Regions from separate parts of the Triticum aestivum genome. Here region 2 is linked to region 1. The links are chromatin contacts, called in public Hi-C maps. All regions are on one chromosome and are shown on one strand. The core of a region is the stretch at or near the end of the contact, and the rest is flanking DNA. Distances in the headings are between cores, read along the strand shown. Region 1 has its middle 11 kb from the start of LOC123123126. Region 2 holds the start of LOC123123128 (probable glutamate carboxypeptidase PLA3).

Evidence for each region. A called contact is a pair of places that touch in the nucleus more often than the background predicts.
Region 2: a Hi-C map of leaf shows a contact between it and region 1, with 2.8 times the contacts expected there. The contact joins the promoter of LOC123123128 here to the enhancer-like site in region 1. A contact is called at or near these places in 3 of 5 Hi-C or Micro-C datasets (all in leaf).

What each region holds. Positions count from the first base shown.
Region 1 is chr5D:493,471,407-493,475,446 of IWGSC CS RefSeq v2.1, forward strand. It overlaps the pseudogene LOC123120980. Among protein-coding and RNA genes, the nearest start is that of LOC123123126, 11 kb to the left of the region's middle. Within about 2 kb of position 2,160, at least 7 of the 8 cell types and tissues checked have an H3K27ac peak or open chromatin away from gene starts, as enhancers often do. A contact at or near this core is called in leaf, where this site is marked.
Region 2 is chr5D:493,522,877-493,526,916 of IWGSC CS RefSeq v2.1, forward strand. LOC123123128 (probable glutamate carboxypeptidase PLA3) reads left to right here and starts at 2,337. Exons shown (of 10, transcript XM_044543579.1): 1 at 2,337-3,461. The coding sequence starts at 2,523. LOC123125691 (probable carboxylesterase 15) reads left to right here and starts at 435. Exons shown (of 1, transcript XM_044546164.1): 1 at 435-1,668. The coding sequence starts at 637. The coding sequence ends at 1,572.

The DNA of each region.
Region 1 (4,040 bases), core at 910-3,409:
AAACCCAGTTCTAGAAAGCAGCCAGTTTACCTTAGCAATTTGCATCTAGGATTGCTCAGCACTAGGTTGCGGTGCATTGTACCTCCAATTAGAGATAGTGCCAAATGAGCCAGCATCAGCCTGCAGGTCACATGACAAGTATGGTTGAATAAATGGATGCACAACTAAATGTGAAGTCCTAACCATAAAAAAGATATCACAGTACCTCTACAAGAACATCACTTATCAACTGCTCAGCTGTGCTTATCTGGTGATCAACCAATCTTGTCTGTGACCTGGGTTGAACATCCATGTCCCTTGTAACTTGGATCTTTGCCCCTGACTGAAGTTGGATATGTTGTATAGTTTCTCCAGCTTTTCCAATGATAACACCAATCTAAAAGAAGTTACGAAAATTAAGTTAGCAGAGCAAAAAAACTGCACTCATGCAACCTTGTATCAACTGCAAGAATGCAGAAACCAAACGAGTAAACTCCCAAGTAGCATACCTTCCATTTGGGATATCAATCTTTTTTGTGGTACTACCACTCTGGTATCCACCACCATATGAATAATACTGATGTGTGTTTCCTTGAGAAGATAAGGGTGGGATGGAAGAACCATGGCCTGGAAACAAAACAACAACTCATTATATTACTGATAGCTGCAGATCTGTTGAGTGAGAAGAACAACCTTCATGTGGACAACATAAAACAGGACAATAATGTCAGTACATAAGTAACAAACTAATAACATTCAGAGCTGACTGAAAATATTACTGGAAATCACATCATTTATGTACTACATGAGATAATCAAATATTTGGCTCTGTGCCGATAGACAATCATCAATGCAGTGTGTTACCGCTTTTTGCATGTTAAAAAGGAACCACAGAAACTATTGTCATTTGTTGCATCTAGCGGACAGGGGCCAGTTCCACGAGACATTTGAATAAAATATTACATCATATAGCAGAATCAAACTATATATGGATACTATTGATCACCTACACAAATATATTTGCCAGAATTATTAACAAACTCTACTAGCCATCCTTATAAGCCCGTAATAATATTGGAGCTCATTATATGGAGATCTAAACTTCCTACCGAGGATAAAGGAATTGCTAGGTGTTTTCTTGTTGCCTACATCCTAGAAAGGTTAAGCTTCGCCTAGGCGGGCTATTTTCTTCCACTGCTTTCTAAACATATCGCTAAATCGCATGGACCGCATAGCAGTACTCAGCAGCTAAGGCTCACTTGGCGGCGGGAGAGAGAAAAGGGAGAGGATGACGGGTGGGAGCCAGCTGTGTAGTATGTATATGTATAAATTTCATGTAGATTTGATGAGGAACTAGAGACACTAGCTTTTGACTTGGGTTGGGTTTGATTTGTGGGGTACGGACAACGGCAGCAACCATGTCAATGGTTTATTTTGCAGAATCTATATGATGGTTTGAATTAGTTGGGTTCGGTTCATAATGGAAAGCTGCCAATGTTTTTTTTTTCAATGTATGCATGATGAATTTATCAAATTCAATGTGTGTGCGGTGGATTTAGCTCAATGTGTGTGTACGGCGTGCTTGCGGGCAAAGTGTTCAATGAATTGCGTGAACCAAATGTCAATTATAGGGATTAAAGTTTAGGAAATCTGCTAGAGATGCTCTAAGATGTTCATATTATTCCAATCCTATGCCCAATGCATACAAACAACTAAGAAACTATAACAAGATTGTGATGCAAACGCGAGATGAGATGAGACGAGACGAGGAGTGGGACGCGGGACCTGCGGGAAGAGGCGGGCGACGTAGAAGCCCTGCGAGAGGAGGGCCAGGAGGCGCTTGAGCGTCGACCTGCTCGCCGTCGAAGCGGGAGTCGAGGAGCGCTGGGATGGCGGCGGCGTCCGGGTCGTCGTAGAGATGCTCGTCCGCCCCACCACCCACGAAGCTGCCGCGCCGCTGGGCCGTCCGAACATCCCCGAACCAGTCTCTCTCTATATTCTGTAGGCCGGCTTGCAGTGCCCCGGCTCCCTCGTCGAACGCGGCGGCGGCGATCTGGGCGGCCGTCCCGTTCCGCCGCCTATGTAAGAGAGAGACACGGGAGCGTTTCCCGGTCCGTGTCCGTCTCGTTCAGGGGAGCAGGATGGGTACACATGGAGCGGGCCAAACTTACGTGTAACCTGGGCCGTTCGCGAGAGGAACTGGGCCGTATTTTCGGTGGGACTGATCCGCACACGCACACAGCGAGCAGAAGTACCCGGCCCAACTTCGCTCTTTTTCTCGCTCGCTTCGCCCGCTCTCTCTCGTTCGGCCTCATGCTTCGCCTGTTAGTTTTTTGTGTGTGTGTGTTTGCTGGTCTGGTAGGGAAAAAACCGGCTGGTTTTAATACAGTTTAAAATAATTGTGAAATCAAAAATAGTTTACTGATTTTGAAAAGATGTAACACCCCGGATGTAACTTGCCATATTTGTAACTCCAACTCTTGCCATTTTCGGCTATGTGCTATGATATTCCTTTCGTGGTCCGTTCTGTTTGTCGTTTTGCATTTTGTTCATGTCATGCATTTTATATCATGTCATCATGTACATTGCATTTGCATACGTGTTCGTCTTATGTATCCGAGCATTTTCCCCGTTGTCCGTTTTGCAATCCGGCGCTCCCATCTCCTCCGGTGCACCCCTCTTGTTTTCTTTCGTGAGCGGGTGTCAAACTTTCTCGGAATGGAACGAGGCTTGTCAAGTGGCCTTAGTATACCACCGGTAGACCATCGGTCAAGTTTCGTTCCATTTGGAGGTCGTTTGGTACTCCAACGGTTAACCGGGCATCCGCAAAGTCCATTTGTGTGTTCCAGCAAAAAACCCCTAAAAACCAGCCCAAAACCCACCAAACTCTCTTCCATGCTCTAGGTCGTTCGATCACGATCGTGTGGGCGAAAATCGCACCTCATTTGGACTCTCCTAGCTCCCTCTAGCTATATAAGTGCATCCCCTCCCGTATACATTCGCAGTCCAACCCTAACTTCGTCCCCTCCGCGCCGCCGGACAAAAACTGCCACCGACAGACATGTCCGCTCCGCCGCCCCGACCAACCACAGCGTGACACGTCACCGCCGCCGTCCCCGCGCCGCCGCGGCCGATGCCTCCCCCGCGAGCCCGCGCGCCGCCGCGGCTCCCCGCCGCCCGCCGGCCGGCGCCGCCTCGTCGCCGCACCACCGCCGCGCGCCACGCCCGTCGCCGCCCGCACCTCGCCGTCCGGCCACGCCGCCGCCCGGGCGCCGCCCCTCTTCTCCGCCGCCGCCGCGCCTCCTCCCCTCCGTCGTCGGCCGCCGGCCCTCTCCCGCCGCCCGTCCTCTCTGGCGAGCCGCCCGCGCCGCCGCTTCGGGAGCCCGAGCCCTCGATCTGGATCCAGGTTGACCGAAGGTTGACCCAAGATTCCCCCCGATTATTCCAAGTCTTTTCCTGTTACAGCATTTGTACCTGTTCAACGCTCCATAACTTTCTACATGTAGCTTCGTTTTGCGTGTGTAATATGTCAAATTGTTCGTCTCGTGATTCTCTACATTTTGTTCAATTGCACCATGTTCATTATAGGCCATCTTGATGCCCAAATCTCTATTGCAAGAGGGCTAGTTGTTGTTATCTGCTGGTTCTTATCAGAACTTGGAGATTTGTCATTTTTGTATCATTTAATCTGTGCATCTTATGGGCATGAGCTCTACATGTGTTTTGTTGTATGCCATGCCATCTTTTCAGTGGTGTATGCCATGTATTTTTGTGATCTCTGTGTTGACTAGCACAAGCATGCAAACTAGGCTCCGTAATGTTTCTGATTTCAGAGACAGTGAATTCTCTCAAGTCCTTGTCTGCTGTTATTTTGTTGCCATGAAAACTTGATGCTACAGAGAGATCCATGCATATTTTGGAGATGTTCAATAAGGATGTTTTGTAGATATAGTTGTAATTGATCCATTCCTACCTTTGTTTGCAATTATGGAGTGCCATAGCATGACTCAATCTTACTCTACTTTTGCTATAAAATATTTCTGGCAGATTCTTAACATGAT
Region 2 (4,040 bases), core at 1,087-3,586, 52 kb after region 1:
AATGCATCACACTCGTGATCCTCCTCGGCCAAGTACCGGCGGTTGGTCCTCGCCTTGCTCTCGTCGGCGATGAATTGCTTGAAAGCTCGCTGGCGAGCCGGGCGACCGCCACCATGTTGGCACGCTCCATCGCCCGGTGGTCCACCTCATCGAACGCGCGCTCATGGCGGATGTGGTCATTAGCGTTCGATTAGACATGCCAATCACTGAAACAATCACTGACCAGTAACACCTAACCAATCACTGATTATCTGAAGATGAGATCTTTGCTCAATTTCGGATAAAAAATGCCCAAACTAGCTCACATCGTTCATGTTGTACTCCCTCCTCATAATGTAGTTCGTATATTTTTTGAGAATCAAACTTTATAGATTTTGACCAAGTTCATATGGAAAAAAAATATAGATCAAGAATACCAAATACATATCCTCGGATACATCACAAGACGTACTTTCATATTGTATATATTTGTATTGTAGATATAAATAATTTTCCTTATAAACTTGATCAAAGTTTATGGAGTTTAACTTTTCAGAATATCTATAAGTACTACTCGCCGCCGGCTAGCCTACCGGACTAGTGGCATCAGTGGTCAAAAGTAAACTGCCTCAGCCAAGTTCATAGCCCCATCGCCGCATGGCGTCCTCCTCCCCTCCGCACGTCGTGGAGGATATGCGCCCTTTCCTCCAGCTCCTCAGCGACGGCACGGTGATTCGTTTCCCGGACTACAACCCGCTCCCTTCCCCGTCCCCGCCGCCCGACCAGCCCGTTGTCGAGTGGAAGGACGTCGTGTACGACGCCGACCACAACCTCAAGCTCCGCGTGTACAAGCCACCGGCGGCCTCCTGTGGCGAGAAGCTCCCGGTGCTTGCCTACTTCCACGGCGGCGGGTACTTCATGGGCAGCTTCGAGATGCCCAACTTCCACGCCTGCTGCCTCCGCCTCGCCGGCGAGATCCCGGCCGTGGTGCTGTCCGCGGACTACCGCCTCGCCCCGGAGCATCGCCTCCCCGCGGCCCTCGACGACGCGGCGACCTTCCTGTCCTGGGTGCGCGGGCAGGCGGCGGCCGAGAGCGCCGACCCCTGGCTCGCGGGGTCGGCGGATTTGAGCCGGGTGTTCGTTTGCGGCGACTCGGCCGGCGGGAACATCGTCCACCACATGTCCGTCCGTCTCGGGCTGGGCAGCCTCAGCCTCGACCCCGCGCGCGTCGCCGGGTGCGCGATGCTCTGCCCGCTGTTCGGCGGGGCGCCGGCGTGCGACCAGCTGTGGCGCCTGGCGCTGCCGCCGGAGTCCACGAGGAACCGCGACCACCCGCTGGCCAACCCATTCGCGCCCGGGGGCCCGGCGCTGGACGGCGTCGTGCTCCCGCCGATGCTCGTGGTGGCCGCCGAGCGCGACCAGCTGCGCGGCCCAACCGCGGACTACGTCGCGAGGTTGAAGGCGATGGGGAAGCCGGTGGAGCTCGTGGAGTTCGAGGGGCAGGACCACGGGTTCTTCGTCATCGAGCCGTACGGCGACGCCGGAAGCGGCGTGGTCCGGGCCGTCAAGCGATTTGTGTGCGACGACGGCTAGACCCGTGGTCCGGTTTTACAGTTCTCTCCTGGGTTTTGCGATTCAGTTACGAAACTTCTACTACTATCTCTCTTTGTTTTACTACTACTACTAAAACATGTGAAAGAAGATTCTACTCCCAGTAGCTTTACATGGAGACACACAGGCACTGCTGTGAGGAGTTCCTTCCGTGAGAGGTGTATGCAAAATTGCAAATGCAATGCAGTGCAAGATGCAAAACACAACTATTCACCTCACAGCCTCTGCTAGCCAGAGTCTCATCCAAAGTGACATAAAGCACATGCCCATGGATAAAGGACGAGCACGCACACACACCTTTGTTCGCCGCGAGACGACAACCAGCACGTCCCATTCTTCCACGTGCGATGCCCTATCGGTCTACAGGGCAGGCACCGAGAGCATCCGAAAGCCCAAAACGCACCGACCTGCCTGCCACAGCCCACAGGTGCGCCGGTCGCTGTCCTCTGTCCGTGCCCCGCTCCCTCTCGGCAGTCGGCACGTCGCAAAGGGAGCTCGCTCGCGGGCGGCGGGGCGACAGCCCGCGCCCCCACACACATCGCTAGTGGGCCGAGGTGCGCCGCGCACCGCCCCGGCCGGCCAATCGGCGCAGCGCAGCCGGCCCCGCCGCCGGCACTCGCTCCGAGTGGAAGCTCCCCGGGACCCCCGCTCGTAGTAAAGCCTAGTACTCGTACGTTACGCACGTACTCTTACTTATCTGAAGAAACGGCAATGGCGAGAGCATGCATCTTCCCATCCACAACGTACTCCTACGTATAGGACCACCAGTATACTGTAGTAAGTAGAGTACAGGGTACTGCGATGGCGAGCCGCGCTAAAGTTGGTAACGGCCCCCTTTCCATGGCCGTAAAAGCCGCGCACGGGTGGTGGGCGCGCCCCCGAAGCCCGCTGGTGTTCCGAGCCCCCACACGCTCAGGCTCAGCCGCCGCGAAATGCCGCACGCCTCCTCGCCGTCTTCCTCGCCGCGGCCACTCCGCCTCGCGCGCCTCCTCCTGCCCTTCGGCCTGCTGCTCCTCGTCTCGCTGCTCGTGCTCCACGGCCGCCCGCCGGGGACCCGCCCCGGCCAATCCGGCACCGACCCTGCCGCGCTCTTCCTCTCGCTCTCCCCGGGGGCCAACGCCAGCATCGCCGCCGACCTGCTCACTCTCACGTCGGGGCCGCACCTCGCGGGCACGCCCGGGGCGGCGGGCGTGGCCGCGTACGTGCTCTCACGGCTCCGCGCCGCGGGGTTAAGGACGCTGACCCGCGAGTACGCACCGCTGCTCTCGTACCGGGCGCACGCCTCACTCGCGCTGCTCGCCGCCGACCGGTCCCTCCTGGCGCACCTGTCGACGGACGAGCCGGCGGACCCGGGCCGCCGCGTCGTGCGGCCCTACCACGCGTATGCTCCCTCCGGTGCGGCCGTGGCGGAGGCGGTGTTCGTCAACCTGGGCCGCGAGGAGGACCTCGCCGCGCTCGACCGGCTCGGGGTGTCCCTCCGCGGCCGCGTCGCCGTGGCGGTCCGCGGGGGCGGGTACCGCGGCGGGGTGGTGGCGCGCGCCGCGGGGAGGGGCGCCGTCGCAGTGCTCATCGCCGGCCGCGCGGACGGCGGCGTCGAGAGGGGCACAGTCCTCCTGGGGGGCCCCGGCGACCCGCTCACGCCCGGCTGGGCCGCGGCGGACGGCGCGGAGCGGCTAGGGTTCGACCACGAGGCGGTCCGGCGGCGGTTCCCGACGATCCCGTCCATGCCGGTGTCGGCCGACACGGCCTCGGCCATCGTGCGGAGCCTGGGCGGGCCGGCCTTGCCGGCGGAGTGGCGCGCGGGGCTCGGGCTCGAGGGCCACGCCGGCGGCGTCGGACCAGGCCCCACGCTGGTCAACTTCACCTACCAGGTATTCAGGTGTACATAGGCATTGGTTTGGTATTTTGCTGTCGCCATGTACAGACAGAGGCGGACAAGAAGGACGCGAAAACGGGAAATTCCGTCGACCGACCACCTGAATTTTGGGGTTTCCATAGATAGGCTGCTAATTTGACCCATTTTTGTTAGGAACTCACCGAGGTTGACGTTTGCTTAATCTGGTAGAGTGTGTGGTCTGTGGCCTGCATCTGTATTGTACATTTGTACTACTGCTACTACCAAATTTAAGCAGGGAATTACAGTGACTCATGTCGTTGTCGACCTCACTATTTGGGATATGGTTCCAGCGGTCCTTGCATCTTTTGATCTTTTTCCATGGCAAAGCAAAGACTGTGTCAAATAGCGGCTCTGTTTGGTGTTTAGTGCGCCCCCAGGTAGTTTTTGCTGCCAGTACAGGTTGGTTGGCTTTCTGAAGATTATTGTTACGGATACACGGTGAAGGGAGCTTGGATGCCTCCTTCTTTTGCTGTGTATATACTTCCTCACTTTATTCATGAAAGGCAGATAATGGCTTCCTTGTCTGCCCACATTTATCGCATCTTTGCTCTCC